3 separate regions of the Sus scrofa genome follow, and regions 1 and 3 are each linked to region 2. Evidence: chromatin contacts called from public promoter capture Hi-C data. All regions are on one chromosome and are shown on one strand. Each heading gives the region's core, a stretch centred on a gene start, on an enhancer-like site or on the middle of the called end of the contact. The rest is flanking DNA. Distances are from core to core; before and after follow the strand shown. Region 1 holds the start of VHL (von Hippel-Lindau disease tumor suppressor). Region 2 holds the start of SRGAP3 (SLIT-ROBO Rho GTPase-activating protein 3). Region 3 holds the start of BRK1 (protein BRICK1).

Evidence for each region. Promoter capture Hi-C pulls out the DNA fragments that hold promoters and counts their contacts.
Region 1: a contact with region 2 is called in a promoter capture Hi-C map of fetal liver, with 4 times the contacts expected there. The contact joins the promoter of VHL here to the promoter of SRGAP3 in region 2. A contact is called at or near these places in 1 of 5 promoter capture datasets (fetal liver) and 2 of 2 datasets of contacts at active chromatin or transcription factors (alveolar macrophages and skeletal muscle).
Region 3: a promoter capture Hi-C map of fetal liver shows a contact between it and region 2, with 3 times the contacts expected there. The contact joins the promoter of BRK1 here to the promoter of SRGAP3 in region 2. A contact is called at or near these places in 3 of 5 promoter capture datasets (fetal liver, fetal skeletal muscle and liver), 4 of 47 Hi-C or Micro-C datasets (heart right ventricle, liver and skeletal muscle) and 2 of 2 datasets of contacts at active chromatin or transcription factors (alveolar macrophages and skeletal muscle).

Annotation. Positions count from the first base shown.
Region 1 is chr13:66,333,212-66,336,225 of Sscrofa11.1, reverse strand. It overlaps VHL (von Hippel-Lindau disease tumor suppressor), which reads right to left and starts at 1,691. Exons shown (of 3, transcript XM_003483214.4): 1 at 1,338-1,691. The coding sequence starts at 1,635.
Region 2 is chr13:65,758,397-65,761,464 of Sscrofa11.1, reverse strand. It overlaps SRGAP3 (SLIT-ROBO Rho GTPase-activating protein 3), which reads left to right and starts at 1,573. Exons shown (of 25, transcript XM_021071097.1): 1 at 1,573-1,696. It overlaps SETD5 (SET domain-containing protein 5), which reads right to left and starts at 1,492. Exons shown (of 25, transcript XM_013981946.2): 1 at 1,161-1,492.
Region 3 is chr13:66,313,880-66,316,690 of Sscrofa11.1, reverse strand. It overlaps BRK1 (protein BRICK1), which reads right to left and starts at 1,253. Exons shown (of 3, transcript XM_003132361.5): 1 at 976-1,253. The coding sequence starts at 1,177.

The sequences.
Region 1 (3,014 bases), core at 442-2,941, 570 kb before region 2:
CCTCATTTGATATTAAGGGAACTTTGATGTAAAAGTTTAAAGAGCATTACTAAGTACACCACCCTCAAGGAAAAAAAGATCCATGGAGATCCTGCAAGGGGAGTTCCCGTAGTGGCTCAGCAGAAACAAATCAGACCTGGAGTTCCCGGTTGTGGTGCAGTGGTTAATGAATCCGACTGGGAACCACGAGGTTGCAGGTTCGATCCCTGGCCTCGCTCAGTGGGTTAAGAATCCAGTGTTGCCGGGACCTGTGGTGTAGGTTGCAGAGGCAGCTCAGATCCCGAATTGCTGTGGGTGTGGTGCAGGCAGGTGGCTACAGCTCCAATTGGACCCCCAGCCTGAGAACCTCCATATGCCTCGGGTGCGACCCTAAAAAGACCAAAAAAAAAAAAAAAAAAAAAAATCTTGCAAGGAAGGTAGTGAAAATTAAGCAAGTATTAACTTCTCTTCTTGAAAGCCAAGGAAGATGACTGCCTCCTTGGGCAGTAAAGCCTAGATATCCCCCACCTGGGTTACTAGGACAGTTTCTTAACCTTTACCAGTAGTCTTTCCCCTCCAAACCACTTTGCCACCTGGTAAGCTTTTCAGTGTTATGTCTGGCAACGCCATTCCCTGCTTAAAACTTTCAATGGCCCCATTTCTCAGGGATAAAGTAAACTTTCAGGCTTCCTCTCCCACCATTCCATACCCTCTCCTCTCCCCAAGACCCCAGGTGGTAGGTTCACTCTGCCTATTACTCTCACCTCCTAACCCGGTTGGTTAGATCCCATTCAAACCCTGCAGAATTCTCTTTCTTCTCCGAAAGCGCACACCCCTCCCTTTCTCTGAGCTGGTGCCCCGCCGAACTCTGCTCCAACCACAACACTTAGGACACTGGCTAGTTCTTATCTATTTATGCATTTGTCTCGTCTACTGCACTGGACCATGTACTTCATGAACGCAGGGATCTGAGGCGGAGCTGGCCCACTGGGCACATCAGAGGATATGAGATTCTCCCCTTCACATACAGAACAAATGGGCGTCAGGGATGGAATACACATGTGGCCATCATCAAATGCAAATTATTCAGTTTTAGAACAATGGGCTGTCACGTACTGGCAGCGTCAACCTCTCTGGGGCCTCAGTTACTCAAGGGTAAAATGGGAATACTAACGACAATAGCATCTGCCTTCCCGGATCGGGAGGGGACTCGGTGAGACGTGCCACCGTTGGTTGCCGTTGTTATCAGGCCTGGAGCACTGGGCGCAGCTCAGCACGGGCGACGGCAGGCGCTCGCTGCCCACGGGGACAAAGCGGCGGCGCGGCCCGGCGCGACAGGACGACCCCGGCCAACCTACCTCGGTAACTGTGGATGCGGCGGCCCGTGCCGGGGGGGAGCGTCGGGTAGGGCTGCGGCTCGCCGTCGAAGTTGAGCCACACGGGCAGCACGACGCGCGGGCTGCGGTTGCAGAAGATGACCTGGGACGGCTCCCGCGAATTCACCGAGCGCAGCACAGGCCGGGACCGCCCGGCCTCCATCTCCTTGGCGCCCAGCTCTTTGGAGTCAGACTCTTCCGTGCCAGACTCGGCGCCCGCCTCCTCCGCGCCGGCCCGGGCCTCTTCCGCGTTCCCCGCCTTCCCAGCCTTCCGGGGCATTACGTCGGACAGCCTGGACTACCCGGGCCTCGCCGGGCGGGGCGGGGGCGGGGCGTGCGTGCGCGTCCCCGGGCCTGCGCGCTGTTTTCGCGCGCGCTCGATGGAGAGGGTGGGCTACACCCCCTAAGATGGCTGGTTTGAGGCTGCGCGCATGCGCAGGTGCATCCTCTAAGCAGGGGCCGAGACCTTGCTGAGGCCGAGGCTATCACTGGCTATCCGGATGCCCGGTTTCCCGTATAAGTTGGATTCATGTGCGACCCATACGTTTTTGGCACAGCGTTCTTTAGCTCCATTCATTCTCTTAAGACCTTCGTGGTTTTTGTTATATCCTGCCCAACATCTGCGCTGTTTAATAATTTTCTCATTGATCATTTTTCTCTTTTGTCTCCATTTTGGGTCACAAAATTCGAATTTTGCACAGAAAAGTAGAATAAAGTGAAAATTTAGCTATCATCCCACTTCCCCCAGCCGCCTAGAGGTCCCTGGAGGCAACAAATATCATCAGTTTTTTTGTTCTTCCCTTCCAAGTTGTTCTACACATACGCAAGCAATTAAACATGTTTAGGAATTTTTTTTTTTTTTTTTTTTCGCCACCTGGGCATGCAGTTCCTGGGCCAGAGATCAGATCTGAGCTGCAATTGCGACCTATACTGCGGGTGCAGCGACGCTGGATCCTTTAACCCACAAACCTGTGTCCTGGCGCTTCAGAGATGCTGCCAATCCTGTTAGGTCACAGTGGGAACTTCAAAAAGGAATTTAATATCACTACAGTCAATGGAAATTCATTTACTATAGAAGGGTACAGTGGAACTAATCTCAAAACAAGTTACCGGGTTTTATCTATTAAACAAACGTAAAGGCGCTGAGCCTGCACTCTTCTTAAACAGCCAGGCGTTAGATGTTAGATACTGAGTGTTTAGTTGTTAAGTCAATTTTTTTCTGGACATAATTAGAAAGATTAAAGGAAACTGAAAAGGGAATCATTTTCATAGTTCAGTCTCTGCACTCTGTAATTCGTACCCACCTGGGTTCTCATTCCAGGTTTAGCTTCAAGTATGTGATCTTATTGCAGAAACCCTGGCAGCGGAAGGAGACAAAGGGCACTTGGAGATGCAGACAAAAGAAGGGTTTATTCAGCCCCTGTGCAGGCTCAGAGGAGCTCAGGCTCCAGAGTCTGAGCACCAGGTCTTTGGTCTCAGCAGCTTTTATACAATACAGCGTCTTGTTCTTTCCATGTAAGCAGCCAGGGACCTCCCCTTTCCCCTAGCAGACAGTGTTCCTGCCTAAGAAACTGAGCAAGCAAGGTTGCAGAAGCAAAACTGATAAGCAATGCTTGGATCACTCACTATTAGCAGGGCTGCTAGCTTGGACATAGGGCA
Region 2 (3,068 bases), core at 324-2,823:
TTTAATAAAATGACAAAGGAAATTAGCAGAGAACCTGGGGATTCTTTCAGTACTATGAGCACGGGGAAAACTAGAAAAATGAACTAAGTATAGACAAAGCCCAATGGAACCCAGAGGTCTGGGCAAAAAATGACTTGGTGGTGAACACATTGCACAAGTAACATGAGAAAGCAGAAAATGCAGGTCATACACGCACCCCTGACCCAGACCAGCAGAGCTGGCTGCAGCATCAATATCCAAGGGAAAGACCAGTTATTCCCAAGAAGTGAGACAAGCAAAGAGCTCTATAGAATAAATTAGCATAGAAGGGGCTTTCCCAACAGTTAAACTTTCCCTGTCACGCGATTCACCTACTTAAAAACCAGGGCTTTTTCTCACCACCATTCACTTCGCATCCCTGGCTTCCACGCAGAGGGAAAGGCAATTAATAGAGGCTACATTTTTCTGCCTTTAAAGATATTCTCAAATGATCTCTCTCCACGCCCAAGACAGGGAAAACGACACAATCTGGCTCAACTCCAAGCTAGAACCCTACAAATTCAGTGGGGCCATTTCAGAGATACTGGGGCATACGCCACTGAGAGCCCAAGAATGTGAGGTGGGGGTGGCGAAGCCCAACGTCTTTAGTGTGGGAAAGGAAGCAATCATCTGCAATAGGGACCCTAGGACGAGAGGAAAAGCGTCCAGGAACATTCTTGGAGGGGGGAGATCGAGGGCCCCAGAGCGACCAGAGTTGTCACAAGGCCGCGCGAACGGGGGTGGGGGTGGGGTTTGGGGAGGGGAAAAAAAAGTGTGCTGTGTATTTTGAGGAGGGCGGCGAGAGGCCTATTCTCAAGTAAAAGGTAAACGTGGAGTAGGCAGTTCACAGGAAAAGGGGTGAAGAGGCGTGGGGGGAGGGGAAACGTCCTGACCCAGGAAAGACATGAAAAGGGTAGTGGGGTCGACTAGATTAAGGAGGGGGCCTCTCCGCCTGGGAAAGAGGGGTACAGTGGTGTGGGGGGGCGAGGGGGGATGGGAAGGGGCAGCATCCTCCTGCTGAGAGCCGGGGGAGGGCCAGGCCCACGTCCCGAGAGCAAGCGCGAGGAGACGGAGGAGGTGACCCTTCCCTCCCCCGGGGCCCGGTGGTGAGGGGAGGTCTCTCTTTTCTGTCGCACCCTTACCTTGTCCCAGGCCTGGGCCCGGGCTGCGGCGCACGGCACTCCCGGTAGGCAGCAGGACTCGAGTTAGGCCCAGCGCGGCGCCACGGCGTTTCCTGGCCGGGAATGGCCCGTGCCCGTGAGGTGGGGGTGGGGGGCAAAAAGGCGGAGCGAGCCAAAGGCGGTGAGGGGGAGGGCCAGGGAAGGAGGGGGGGGCCGGCACTACTGTGTTGGCGGACTGGCGGGACTGGGGCTGCGTGAGTCTCTGAGCGCAGGCGGGCGGCGGCCGCCCCTCCCCCGGCGGCGGCGGCGGCGGCGGCGGCGGCGGCAGCAGCTCACTCAGCCCGCTGCCCGAGCGGAAACGCCACTGACCGCACGGGGATTCCCAGCGCCGGCGCCAGGGGCACCCGGGACACGCCCCCTCCCGCCGCGCCATTGGCCCCTCCGCCCACCGTCTCGCACCCATTGGCCAGCTCCCCGCCAATCAGCGGAAGCCGCCGGGGCCGCCTAGAGAAGAGGCTGTGCTCTGGGGCTCCGGCTCCTCAGAGAGCCTCGGCTAGGTAGGGGAGCGGGACTCTGGTTTGGGGGAGGGCCGGCGGTTTGGCGGGGGATGGGTGCTTGAGGTGGTCTGACCGGTAGCGGGGGTCGCCTTCCCTAGCGGGAAGTCGGGAGCATATCGTTTGTTACGCTGGAAGGGGAAGAGGTGGTGAGAGGCAGGCGGGAGTGCGGCCCGCCCTGCGGCAACCGGAGGGGGAGGGAGAAGGGAGCGGAAAAGCCTGGAATACGGACGGAGCCATTGCTCCCGCAGAGGGAGGAGCGCTTCCTGCTCTTCTCTTGTCACTGATTGGCCGCTTCTCCTCCCGCCGTGTGTGAAAACACAAATGGCGTGTTTTGGTTGGAGTAAAGCTCCTGTCAGTTACAGCCTCGGGAGTGCGCAGCCTCCCAGGAACTCTCGCATTGCCCCCTGGGTGGGTAGGTAGGTGGGGTGGAGAGAGCTGCACAGGCGGGCGCTGTCGGCCTCCTGCGGGGGGAGGGGAGGGTCAGTGAAAGTGGCTCCCGCGCGGGCGTCCTGCCACCCTCCCCTCCGGGGGAGTCGGTTTACCCGCCGCCTGCTCGGCTTTGGTATCTGATTGGCTGCTGAAGTCCTGGGAACGGCCCCTTGTTATTGGCTTGGGTCCCAAATGAGCGAAACCACTACGCGAGTCGGCAGGGAGGCGGTCTTTGGTACGGCCCTCCCCGAGGCCAGCGCCGCAGTGTCTGGCCCCTCGCCCCTGCGCAACGTGGCAGGAAGCGCGCGCAGGAGGCGGGGGCGGGCTGCCGGGCCGAGGCTTCTGGGTGGTGGTGACTGCGGCTCCGCCCTGGGCGTCCGCCGCCTGAAGGACGAGACTAGCTCTCTACCTGCTCTCGGACCCGTGGGGGTGGGGGGTGGAGGAAGGAGTGGGGGGTCGGTCCTGCTGGCTTGTGGGTGGGAGGCGCATGTTCTCCAAAAACCCGCGCGAGCTGCAATCCTGAGGGAGCTGCAGTGGAGGAGGCGGAGAGAAGGCCGCACCCTTCTCCGCAGGGGGAGGGGAGTGCCGCAATACCTTTATGGGAGTTCTCTGCTGCCTCCTTTTCCTAAGGACCGCCCTGGGCCTAGAAAAATCCCTCCCTCCCCCGCGATCTCGTCATCGCCTCCATGTCAGTTTGCTCCTTCTCGATTATGGGCGGGATTCTTTTGCCCTGGCTTAACCTGATTCTTGGGCGTTGTCCTGCAGGGGATTGAGCAGGTGTACGAGGACGAGCCCAATTTCTCTATATTCCCACAGTCTTGAGTTTGTGTCACAAAATAATTATAGTGGGGTGGAGATGGGAAATGAGTCCAGGCAACACCTAAGCCTGATTTTATGCATTGAGACTGCGTGTTATTACTAAAGATCTTTGTGTCGCAATTTC
Region 3 (2,811 bases), core at 4-2,503, 560 kb before region 2:
AAATCACTTAATTGTAGGAAATGGTTCTTATTCTGTCTTCCCCACAGAGACTGAGAAAGAGCCTTGTACTCAGATCTAGTTTGTCTTGCTGATGCTTTTGGACAAATCTCTTGCTGTCACCTTTATACACTCCTTTGGACTTCTCTTAGCAAGAAAATAATTCCTTTTTAAGTCTTTTTAAATTTATCAGTTTCCCCTACTTAATCGCTTAATGTTGCTGAATTAGTGGGCCAGAAGCACAACTGGAAAAAGATCACTAGATGTCATCCCCACACCTTGTGATGACATAAAAAGTTTACCCAGTGCCCGGTTCTTTCAAAGTAACACTCGGAGAACAAGAGTCAGGAGTCTCTGCTGCAGGGTGTAGCACAAGGATAGGAAACAACGCGGAAGGAACTTTAAGACTGTCACGGACAGGTCATGCCAAGGAAAGATTTTGCTAGAAGCAGACAACACCCACTGTGGTCTAGATACTAGCGATGCAGAGATGTCCCTGGCCGGACGCGATGTGGGCCCTCCTCCGCTCTCATCTACCACTCTGCACAGCACACGCCGAGACAGGAAAGGACCGACAGGAGGGGCGACTAACAGGCTCGACGCTAAAGGGCTTCTGGACAGCGCTCTCTGAGCACCAAGTGACGACTGAAACGAAGCACAAAAGAAGGGAGACGCCTGAAGAGAAGGAAAGATTCAGGCGATGGATGGGGCTGTCTGACACGTCCGGGAAAGGAACGGACTTGTTACTGGATGCGGGGGGAAGGCAATGAAGCCGATGAGCTCAGCGTGGGGCAGGATAACCCCACAGGGAATGATCAGTGGAGGCCGGGGGTCAGAGCGAGAGGGGAAAAGTGCGGCCTGAAGGCGGAAGCAAACACCAGCAGGAGCCCACGGCTCCCAGAACCCGCGTCAAAGCTTCTCAGCGCCCTCCCTAGGCGGGCCCCCCTCCTCCCTGCCTCCCCCTGCTCGCCCGCTGACCAAACGAGTTGAGAAAGTCTGCGATTTTCTTGATGCTGCTGGTGATGACTTCAATGTACTCCCGGTTCGCCCAATCCTGGTGAATCTCCCGCTGCACGGGATCCTCTTGGCCTGCCATGGCTGCAGCTGAAGGAAGCGCGACTGCGCACGCGCCTCGACCCTCCAGGCCTCCAGTGCGCCGACGCAGCCAGCCCACGCCCATGCTCGGTTGGCCACAAATCCACAGGCTTCGTGATGCGCCTGCGCATTGTCAAGTCCCCGCCAGCGTCTTCGCTCTTCTCCCACACCCCGGAAAACGGTGGCCGCAAAACCGGCTTGGAGAATGGAGTGCGCACGCACTCAGAGCCCCCCCCGTCCCCCCTCAGTCACTGGCAGTTTTGGTCGTTAGGGGGCGCGTGAGCCCGCATCAACCCTAACTTCAGGCGCTCCAAACTGAGATCTCTGACCACAATAAGCTGGGCAATGCCAATTAAACCACAGAAAACACAAGTCATTTCAAAAATGCCTTTTAACAACACATGATGCCCACCTTGCATTTATCAAATGAACAAAAGGTTATTTTTTTAAACTATAATACTTAGAGATGAAGAGGCTGGCTGAAGGGAAATGGGAAAATTAGTAAATAGCTGGTCATACTGTAAGCTGGCAAGATCTATTCAGAAGGAAATTTAATAAAGTCATTGGTGGAGTTCCCGTTGTGGCTCAGCCGTAAGGAACATGACTAGTATCCATGACGTGGATTCCATCCCTGGCACTAGCTCAGTGGGTTAGATAGAGCTGCAGAGTCTTTGATCTGATGGCTGTGGTCCAGGCTGGCAGCTTACAGCTTTGATTCGACCCCTAGCCTGGGAAGTCCACATGCCTTGGGATGCGGCCCAAAAAAGACAAAAAAGAAGAGCTCATTGGAAAAGAGAAAACACTTTGAGCACAATGTTCTTAAAGGCATCATTCATTTAAAAAAACAAATCTCAACTGTTGGGGAATGGCTAAATATCAGTATAGTCACTTAGAGCAATATTATGAGGTCATTTAAATGTCAATTATGGCAACAGAACACACATGCTAAAGTGAAGAAGAAAACAAAATACAAAATTTTTTCTTTTCTTTTTTTTTGGTGGGGGAGCCCGCACCCCTGGCATATGGAGGTTTCCAGACTAGGGGGTCTAATCAGAGCTGTAGCTGCCAGCCTATGCCACAGCAATGCCAGATCAAAGCAGCGTCTGCAAACCTACACCACAGCTCACGGCAACAATGGATCCTTGACCCGGTGAGCAAGGCCAGGGATCTAACCCGAAACTTCATGGTTCCTAGTCGGATTCGTTTCTAATGTGCCACGATGGGAATTCCTTTTTCTTTTTCTTTTTTAACAATTTTAAAAAATATTTTGTCTTTATTTATTTAGTCTTTCTGCCATTTCTTGGGTCGCTCCCACGGCATATGGAGGTTCACGAGGCTAGCGGTCGAATCCGAGCTGTAGCTGCCAGCCTACGCCAGTGCCACAGCAACATGGGATCCGAGCGGCGTCTGCAACCTACACCACAGCTCACAGCAACACCGGATTGTTAACCCACTGAGCGAGGCCAAGAACCGAAGCCGCAACCTCATGGTTCCTAGTCGGATTCGTTAACCACTGCGCCACGATGGGAACTGTCTTTATTTTATATAATGATATTTTTTCCATTATAGCTGGTTTACAGAGTTCTGTCATTTTTTCTACTGTACAGCATGATGAACCATTGTCTAACAATTTTTAATCATATAATTTTGCTTTGCAGACTTTCATTAAAAAAAACTCAACTGCACAATAAAAACTTTTGTCTCTGATTCAAGAGAAAA